Linked DNA regions of Hordeum vulgare: region 2 is linked to region 1. Evidence: chromatin contacts called from public Hi-C data. All regions are on one chromosome and are shown on one strand. Each heading gives the region's core, a stretch centred on a gene start, on an enhancer-like site or on the middle of the called end of the contact. The rest is flanking DNA. Distances are from core to core; before and after follow the strand shown.

Region 1 (3,737 bases), core at 555-3,054:
AACCATGTTACTTGAAAGCTATTTCTCAGAAGCAACTCGCCACCAACAGCCTACTCAGATTTGCTGTAGTGCCGGATACCAAATGCAAGACCCAATATAAAAATGGGAACAAGGAACTGCAGGATCTTGATGAGGATGTCATTATCCTTGGCCTGGACATGGGACCCTTGTTGAGGAGGTACAAATGTACGCTTTGCTGGGATGGTTGAAGCATCAATCTCTCCGATGTGGTACTTCTCCATCATCTCCCTTGCGGAATCACTGTGTCCGATATCTTCAAAGTCGCTGGTTGCATCTTTCCCTGATTATATTTGGAGAGTAGTGATCAGGCTTGAATATTAAAATCAAAATTGCGCAAGACTTTCCAAAGTCTGATCAACAGTTATGAAATACTACGAAAATGGCTCACCGGTTACTGCCAGCAGCACCTCATCTCCACCAGGATGCTCATCCATGAAAGAGGTGACATCATACACCTGAAATGTTACACAACATGAGCTGATATAGTCAGGCATGTTTTGCAGCACACATAACGGGAATTTCGTCAGGTAAATTTCTCAGTTCCTGCTGGGTATTTTTTTTACTCCAACGGAATCTAATCCACTGGGTGCAGAGAAAACTCTAGACCGTACATGCCACACTGGAACATTCAAGGCCACACAATTGAAATGGTTACCAACGAACATGTCGGCCACACATACTGCAGGGACACCATTTTGGTGGGGCTACCCAACATCAACCACGTCCATGTGAATCAATCACCCTGATACATTAGAGTATAGATTCACTCATTTTGCACCGTATATAGTCTCCTAATGTAATCTCTTCAAAGACTTATATTTAGGAACGGAGGGAGTACATGTTAATTAACTCGTTTCCTTCCACCATGACTAGTTAATAACTTAATATGCACATCTGCAGAAGAGGAAGGTGCATGTAAAAGCATGTGGAGTGAACCTAGGCTAGAAGGCTGTAACTGGTCTGGAATTGGAACACAAACTTGAAATAAATCACTTCATATTTGTCCTCATAAGACTATGTGCTTGCCAGAGAACATCGTTGTGGGCAAAGTATCAGCAGCTCAACAGATCTGCTTAGGGTGATTTGACTTGAGCAAGCTCAACAAGAATACTCAATTCTACGAGCCCAGCAGACTCAATTCCACCCCATGAAGAAGCCTAGCATCTAGAAGTATTATATATCCTCCAGGACTCGGAACTATGTGACGGATGACACCCTGAGTTGCATCTAGCTCAAAGTGCTCGACAGGCTAGTTACAGAACTCGCATGAGAAGTAGTACCCCTAGATGCTAGAGTAGGAAAACAAAGGAGGGAAGCGCACCTTGCCGGCGATGACGAGCCAGCAGTCCTTGGTGACGTTGTGCCTGGCGACCTCCTCGAAGCCGAACACCTTCTTGTCGCCGGCCATGGCTCGCAAGTCGCAACACGCTCTGCCTGCCTGGAGGGGGGAGAGAATGATAATTCCACACCACCAAATAATAAATAAATAAAATGAGTCCTCCTTGTCGTGCGCCTAGATCCACGACACGTCGTCGGGGGAGAAAAGCGGTTGGGTCGCTGTTGGTTGGCTGGCCGTCCGGTCGCTCTCACTCACCTGGGGGCGGCCGCGAGGAGGGCGAGAAGTCGCCGGCGAGGGGGACGGGCCGGCGGAGTGTCGCGCGCACCGAGCGAGGACGGAGGAAATGGATCACGCGCTTTGGACAGCGCCCCCGTTCCGCGTGCGCGGTGGCGCCGGAGCCTGCTGTATTTGAGCCCCTCCCGCATCCCATCCCGTCGCGGCCGTGTTTCCTAAATTGCCCCTCGCACGCCGGCCCTGGGCCGGGCCGTTTCCTCCCCTGGGCTGAAATCGGGCTTCAGCCGTTTCGGCACGTCAGCTTGCGGAGTCACGCCCGCCCGCCTCGCGCGATCGCTACCGTTTCCGTTTGCCCAGTCGTACGCGACCGTGTGGCGCGAGACGAGACGCAGACACGAGAGGTGAGTGCCCGGTGAGACGCCTGCGCCGCGCCGCCCCCAGATCGTGTACCTGACGCCGATCGGCTCGTGCCATGGAGGAGCCCGCGGGGCCCGTGCCCGGGGACGGCGGGGAATTCCCCGACGGCGCGGGTGAGAAGGCGCCGGTGGAGGTGGAGGTGGAGGAGGACGAGGCGAGGGAGGAAGAGGAGGAGCCGCCGCGATCGGCGACGGCCAAGCAGGAGGAGGCCAACGCGGCGCTGGGCGCCGACGGGTCCCGGCCGTTCACCGCGCGGGAGCTCCTCGGCGAGATCAAGGAGGACGGCGAGGCGGACGGGGGCGGAGGCGTTGGGGACGGGGGCGGATCCGCCGATGCCGAGGGTCCTTCGTCCAGGTTCGTGCAGACGCCGCGCGCGTCCTTGTGCCGTGCCATTTCGATCGTCACTCCGTTCAGTATTGCATCGATAACTGAATCCATTATATTGGTTCATGGCTTCACCTTCACGTTGGGACCCATGTCATCTACTCCTATTTGAATTGTGCATTCGAGGTGTTGCTTTGTTTTGGTGATTAGCAGTTGAAATAGAAGACATTTTCCCCAATTATATTTGGGTTTGGGTCTACTTGCCAACTTGAATTGAACTGCTGGTCAGTTATGCAGTTGCTGGTTCCCCCTGTTGCCACACTGCTTACTTTTGGATGTAATAATTTATCGGGGTATCAGTGGTGTTACTTCAGCAAAGCAAATTAGTGGCCCCCATTCTAGCAGAACTCTAGCGTCCTGTTTGGATGGAGTTGTTGGTGCATATGCATCACTGAGCTAATACGTCACTGACTGAGTAACCATTCTTTTTTTAGTGTACGGACTAACTATTCTTATTTAGTTATTTAGGATTGTACTATTGCATCTTATAGTTTATACTCCTTGGCTGACTGATGGGAATGATGATGAATCAAGATACAGTTTTGTTTTCTTGCTCTGCTCCCCTTCTGGTTTCAGTTTTGCTTTGGGTTGTCGGGCTCGTATGTATTCATGCTTTTTTTTTCTAGTAGAAATGACAGACATTTGGGTGTGTAAGGGCAGCCCGGTGCACGTAGCTCCTGCTTGCGCAGGGTCCTGGGAAGGATCCAACCACTCTGGGTCTTCTGTACGCAGCCTTTTCTTACATTTGGGTGTGTGTTCGAAGCAAAAAAGTTTATAGTCATCTGCCATCTCATAACAAGAACGCTTGCGCAAACATAGCAAAAATTGTTGTCTGTCTGGAAATGCAGCTAATATGTTTGTGCAGTAAGAGAGGTGAGCATGTTCTGTGTGAGCTAGTCAAATGAGAAAAGAACACTGCAGGATGATGTTGTCTGACTTGGATCCCACAAACTAAATCGTGTTTGTCAATTTTCACCTGTGTACAGTGATGACTGGAAGCTTATCATCTCGCTACATATTACTACTGATCAGTTATCCTAGTGTCATTTCGTAGTTCTTATCAGGGTAGCGGCAATTGGCATGCAATTCTGCAACATCTTAGGTGTTGATGTTGTGTTGTCCTGTCTAAAAAATGAACAGTACAAGTCTATTCCATTTTCCATATGTATTGGTATAGAAGTGTTTCATTTCAGACTGAACAAGCTGTCTTGCATGACGTGGCCAAGTTGCAGCTGTTCTTTTAATCGATCGTACCGTTACAAATGAACTGTTTACTGATTTTTTGTTCTTTACCAACAAGAATTCTGCAAGAATGCTCTTAATGATAACTGTTCTGTTAATT
Region 2 (3,737 bases), core at 700-3,199, 350 kb after region 1:
CAAAAACTTTTATATACATTGATGAGTTTTCTCTTTATTCTTGCATGCAACGGTTTTATGCACCTTGAAATGTGAACAATGGGAAAACATTTTTTTTAAATAATCCCTAGAAACAGGAAGGGAAGGAGTAACAAACTATGATACTCTTCATTATGGAGGTGGTATCATACACTAGTATCATTTGCTTGATAGTAGTATATGATACTTACCATTGTGACCAGCCTAAGAAAGTCATCCCCACTAGCTTATTTATCTCAACATGCAAGCATGTCACCTCATCATACAATTATGAATATGATAAAGCCCACCTCAACATGCAAGCATGCATGAGAAAAGACCTACCACAACATTAAACCATGCATGGAAAAACATTTTTCATTAAATTATTCTACTTATTTTCAAAAAATATTGTTAGAACTATACATAATCAAATATAATAATTCATATGTATTTCTTAATCTCATGTTATAAGCCTAACTTTTCATCAACAGATTCTCGCAGCATTGCGCGAGGTATCCTTTAGTTAACTTAAAACTCCAATGAAGTGGGGCATGGTAGAGACTTCTTAGTGAGGTTATTGGGGATGCAAAGAGAAACCTTGAGACTAGCACTCGAGCTCAACTCCGGACGACTAAAAAATAAAGGAACGAGCATGAGCACAAATCACCATTCAACTAAAAATGAGTTGAACCAGCTCATTCAATTTTGGCTTCATACACCTTGCAACAATGTAAATGTTAGGGCATATTTTCAAGTTTTCATAGGTACATATATATGCAACTAATTTATTTGCACTTCCCATTGTAATGCAATAATTTATTATATAGGGTAGCTACAAGTTAACGAATTTCTTACATGCATTACATATTTGTATTGTTTTGAAATTATGACACGTGTGTTATAATTTATTCTGTACCTCCTTTTGTTTCACAAATGGTGCATCAAAATTTAGTTTCATCACCACATTTCCATTTTGAATGGTGTGTCTAATATTTCTATTTATTGTCATTGCGGTATACCATGTTTCAATTTTTTACATTCTAACAAGTGGAGATTTTAAAACATTTTCTCTTCCTCAAAAGTGGCCTAAGATCAAGAGCTTACTCCCAAACTCGACCTCTAGATCAACACAAACCGAATTAGCATGTTTTTATTAAACAAACTCATCATGTTTGCAGCTTTAGATGTGCAATGTGATACGCGCATCAAAAAACACATGCATGCCCGCTTGTACGTAACAATCAACCACCAACCACGACAAAATAATTACAATGGAAAGTAATTATTGAAATTTAACATTTTTTTGCCAGTTAGGAATCTTACTAACCAAAATACGGTCCAGAATACACACACACATAGATTACGAAAACAATATTTTCTCTGGCCGTTATGATATGATCTTTTCTAGAATTGATCAAAAATCAAAGAATTGATTCTAGAATTGAGGTGGACTACATGAAGCACTATTTCAAGGGCTTTTAGACACCAAATCATGTTTTTTTTTTAACTTTTGGGACCACACAGAAACGTGCGGTATTAGATATGATCCGGCTTATTTAAGACTATACATTTATCAGTTGCTCAAAGCATTCCCGGTTTACTCGCATCCGAATTAAGTTTTCCTTGCTTATCTCGCTCGTTTATTTATGAGCTTGGATATAGTTGCCGGCGTCCGTACACACCAGTCCTTTCCTTCCCCTCCCCGCAGACGATCCCCCCCCCCCATCGGAAGCCCAGCATCGGGAGGCGGAGATCTACCAGGCAGTCGGCCGCACGCCGCTCCCTCGCTGCCACTGCCCACCGCGTCCACTGACAGACCGGTCCCACGTACGCTGGCCCCGCATGTCAATGACCGGTCTCGCCGGCAGGTCGCCCCCACGTCTCCGCCCCCGCCACGTCACGGCCGAAATCATTAGTATTTTGCTCCCTTTCGCGACCTCGTTTGTTAAGCGTCCTTCCGTTCGCTATCTCCTCTTCCTCTTCCTCTCCTCCCCTCTCTCCAGCGTAGCCCCCCCCCCTCCTCTCTCCCTCCCTCTCTCTAGCATCTCTCCTCTCCCTCCTCCCAGCTCGCGCGGGAGGCACCGGTCAGAGGCCAGGCCGAGCGCGGCGGGGCGTGGGGTGGGTGAGCTCCGCTGGTCCCGAGGGCGTCGGAGGGCCGTCGGCGCTGCCTCCGGCGGCCGGTCGTAGCGACATGGGCAGGAACGGGAGCGTCAAGCGCGGCGCGGCCGCCGCGCCGCCTCCGTCGTTCACGCTGAACCCGGCCGACTACCGGCTCATGGAGGAGGTGGGCTACGGCGCGCACGCCGTCGTCTACCGCGCGCTCTTCCTCCCCAGGAACCACACCGTTGCCGTCAAGTGCCTGGATCTCGACCAGCTCAACAACAACATCGTGAGCATCCGTCTCGTCCCGTCCCGTCCTCCCTCCCTGCTCCCGTGTGGCTTCGGCGTTGGGTTGCTTCTGCTGTTTGATCTGGCGAGAGATCCATTGGTTGATTGGAGTGGATCCTACTGCTGATTTGGTAGCTTTGGAGATCGCGATGGAATTTGGCCTATCTGGCGTCCTAGTATTAGCCTATCATGCTCCAGGATTTGCTTCCACATGATACACTGGCTGTTAATAAATTATCATTTTAATGATGCGCCACTAGTCGTTGTGAGGAGGTTAGAAATAGAACGATCAGCTGAGTCCTGTGTATGCAGCATTTTCGATTCTTAGAGTGGCTGTGTTTTTGGATGACCTTTTTTTGCTTGCAGCTGGTTGAGACGGTGGGTTGTTTTTGCTAGAATGCCTACTACGGCACGCAGTGTCCGTTACATCATGGCTGCGTCTCGCTCACAGGCGGGCAGACAGATCGACCGAACGGCACACATCATGGTTGTGCTGCAAGACTCACATTTTGCACGCTGCGCGTTACTAGTCCTTTTTTTTCTTCTATCATTTACTTTGAGCATTTTTTTTGCCGATGTATGAACCTGATGGCGGTGGGTATGTCAAACACAGTGTCACTGCCAGAACCCTGCCTGGAGAGGGGAGGCACTTGAATTTGCATGCATGCTGCATGAGCAGGGACGCGGTCATGCAGCTTGGGTTTGTGCTTCCAGTTGGGTGGGCACACGTGTTCGTTGACGACGAAGGTCTTAGGAGAAGGGAACGTTGTCGTTTACTAGAATTCATGACTCATAGATAGATACAAGGATCAGCATTTCCTAGTGGTACGTAAGATTATGCGGTTTGTACCATGACATTATCCATTTGGGGGATTTGGGAGGATGTCTTTATTAGGGACTTATTATACATCTCTACATGTACCTTTACGCCATACATGTATGCGAATGCTAACAAGCTCAAGTATCAGGGTAATCAAAGTTCAACCAATGCCTCTTATATTTATGATTCACCCTTTACGTCACCAAAGAAAAGTAATAGCGTAAACTCGTGATTCTTATTTTCTAAATTCCAACTTTAGTTTCTCCTGCACCATTTGTCTTTAGTGCACTCGAAGACATGCATACAATTTTCTCTAAAAGAAACCCAAATTGCATACCAAATCATCATACAAGGCTACTTGCTTTGGGGGAGTTAGTGATATCTTTTTCGCATATGTAATATGTTAACTAGGGGTGCAAGTGCCGTCCCGCTTCTTCCTGCAAAACTCATAAATTAGCTCATCAGTTTCTGTAAAATTAACTCTACATTTGTAATGTGCTATTGTCCGCCAACCCGCCCCACTTGCATC

Evidence for each region. Hi-C and Micro-C count contacts between places; a contact is called where the count stands out from the background.
Region 2: a Hi-C map of seedling shows a contact between it and region 1, with 5 times the contacts expected there. The contact joins the promoter of LOC123434756 here to the promoter of LOC123434730 in region 1. A contact is called at or near these places in 4 of 6 Hi-C or Micro-C datasets (leaf and seedling) and 1 of 1 datasets of contacts at active chromatin or transcription factors (embryo).

Annotation. Positions count from the first base shown.
Region 1 is chr1H:336,959,317-336,963,053 of MorexV3_pseudomolecules_assembly, forward strand. LOC123434730 (cytochrome b5) reads right to left here and starts at 1,805. Exons shown (of 4, transcript XM_045115530.1): 1 at 1,616-1,805; 2 at 1,343-1,455; 3 at 410-476; 4 at 1-301. The coding sequence starts at 1,790. The coding sequence ends at 51. LOC123434714 (protein HLB1-like) reads left to right here and starts at 1,805. Exons shown (of 14, transcript XM_045115529.1): 1 at 1,805-2,365. The coding sequence starts at 2,067.
Region 2 is chr1H:337,306,146-337,309,882 of MorexV3_pseudomolecules_assembly, forward strand. It overlaps LOC123434756 (STE20/SPS1-related proline-alanine-rich protein kinase-like), which reads left to right and starts at 1,950. Exons shown (of 22, transcript XM_045115532.1): 1 at 1,950-2,389. The coding sequence starts at 2,192.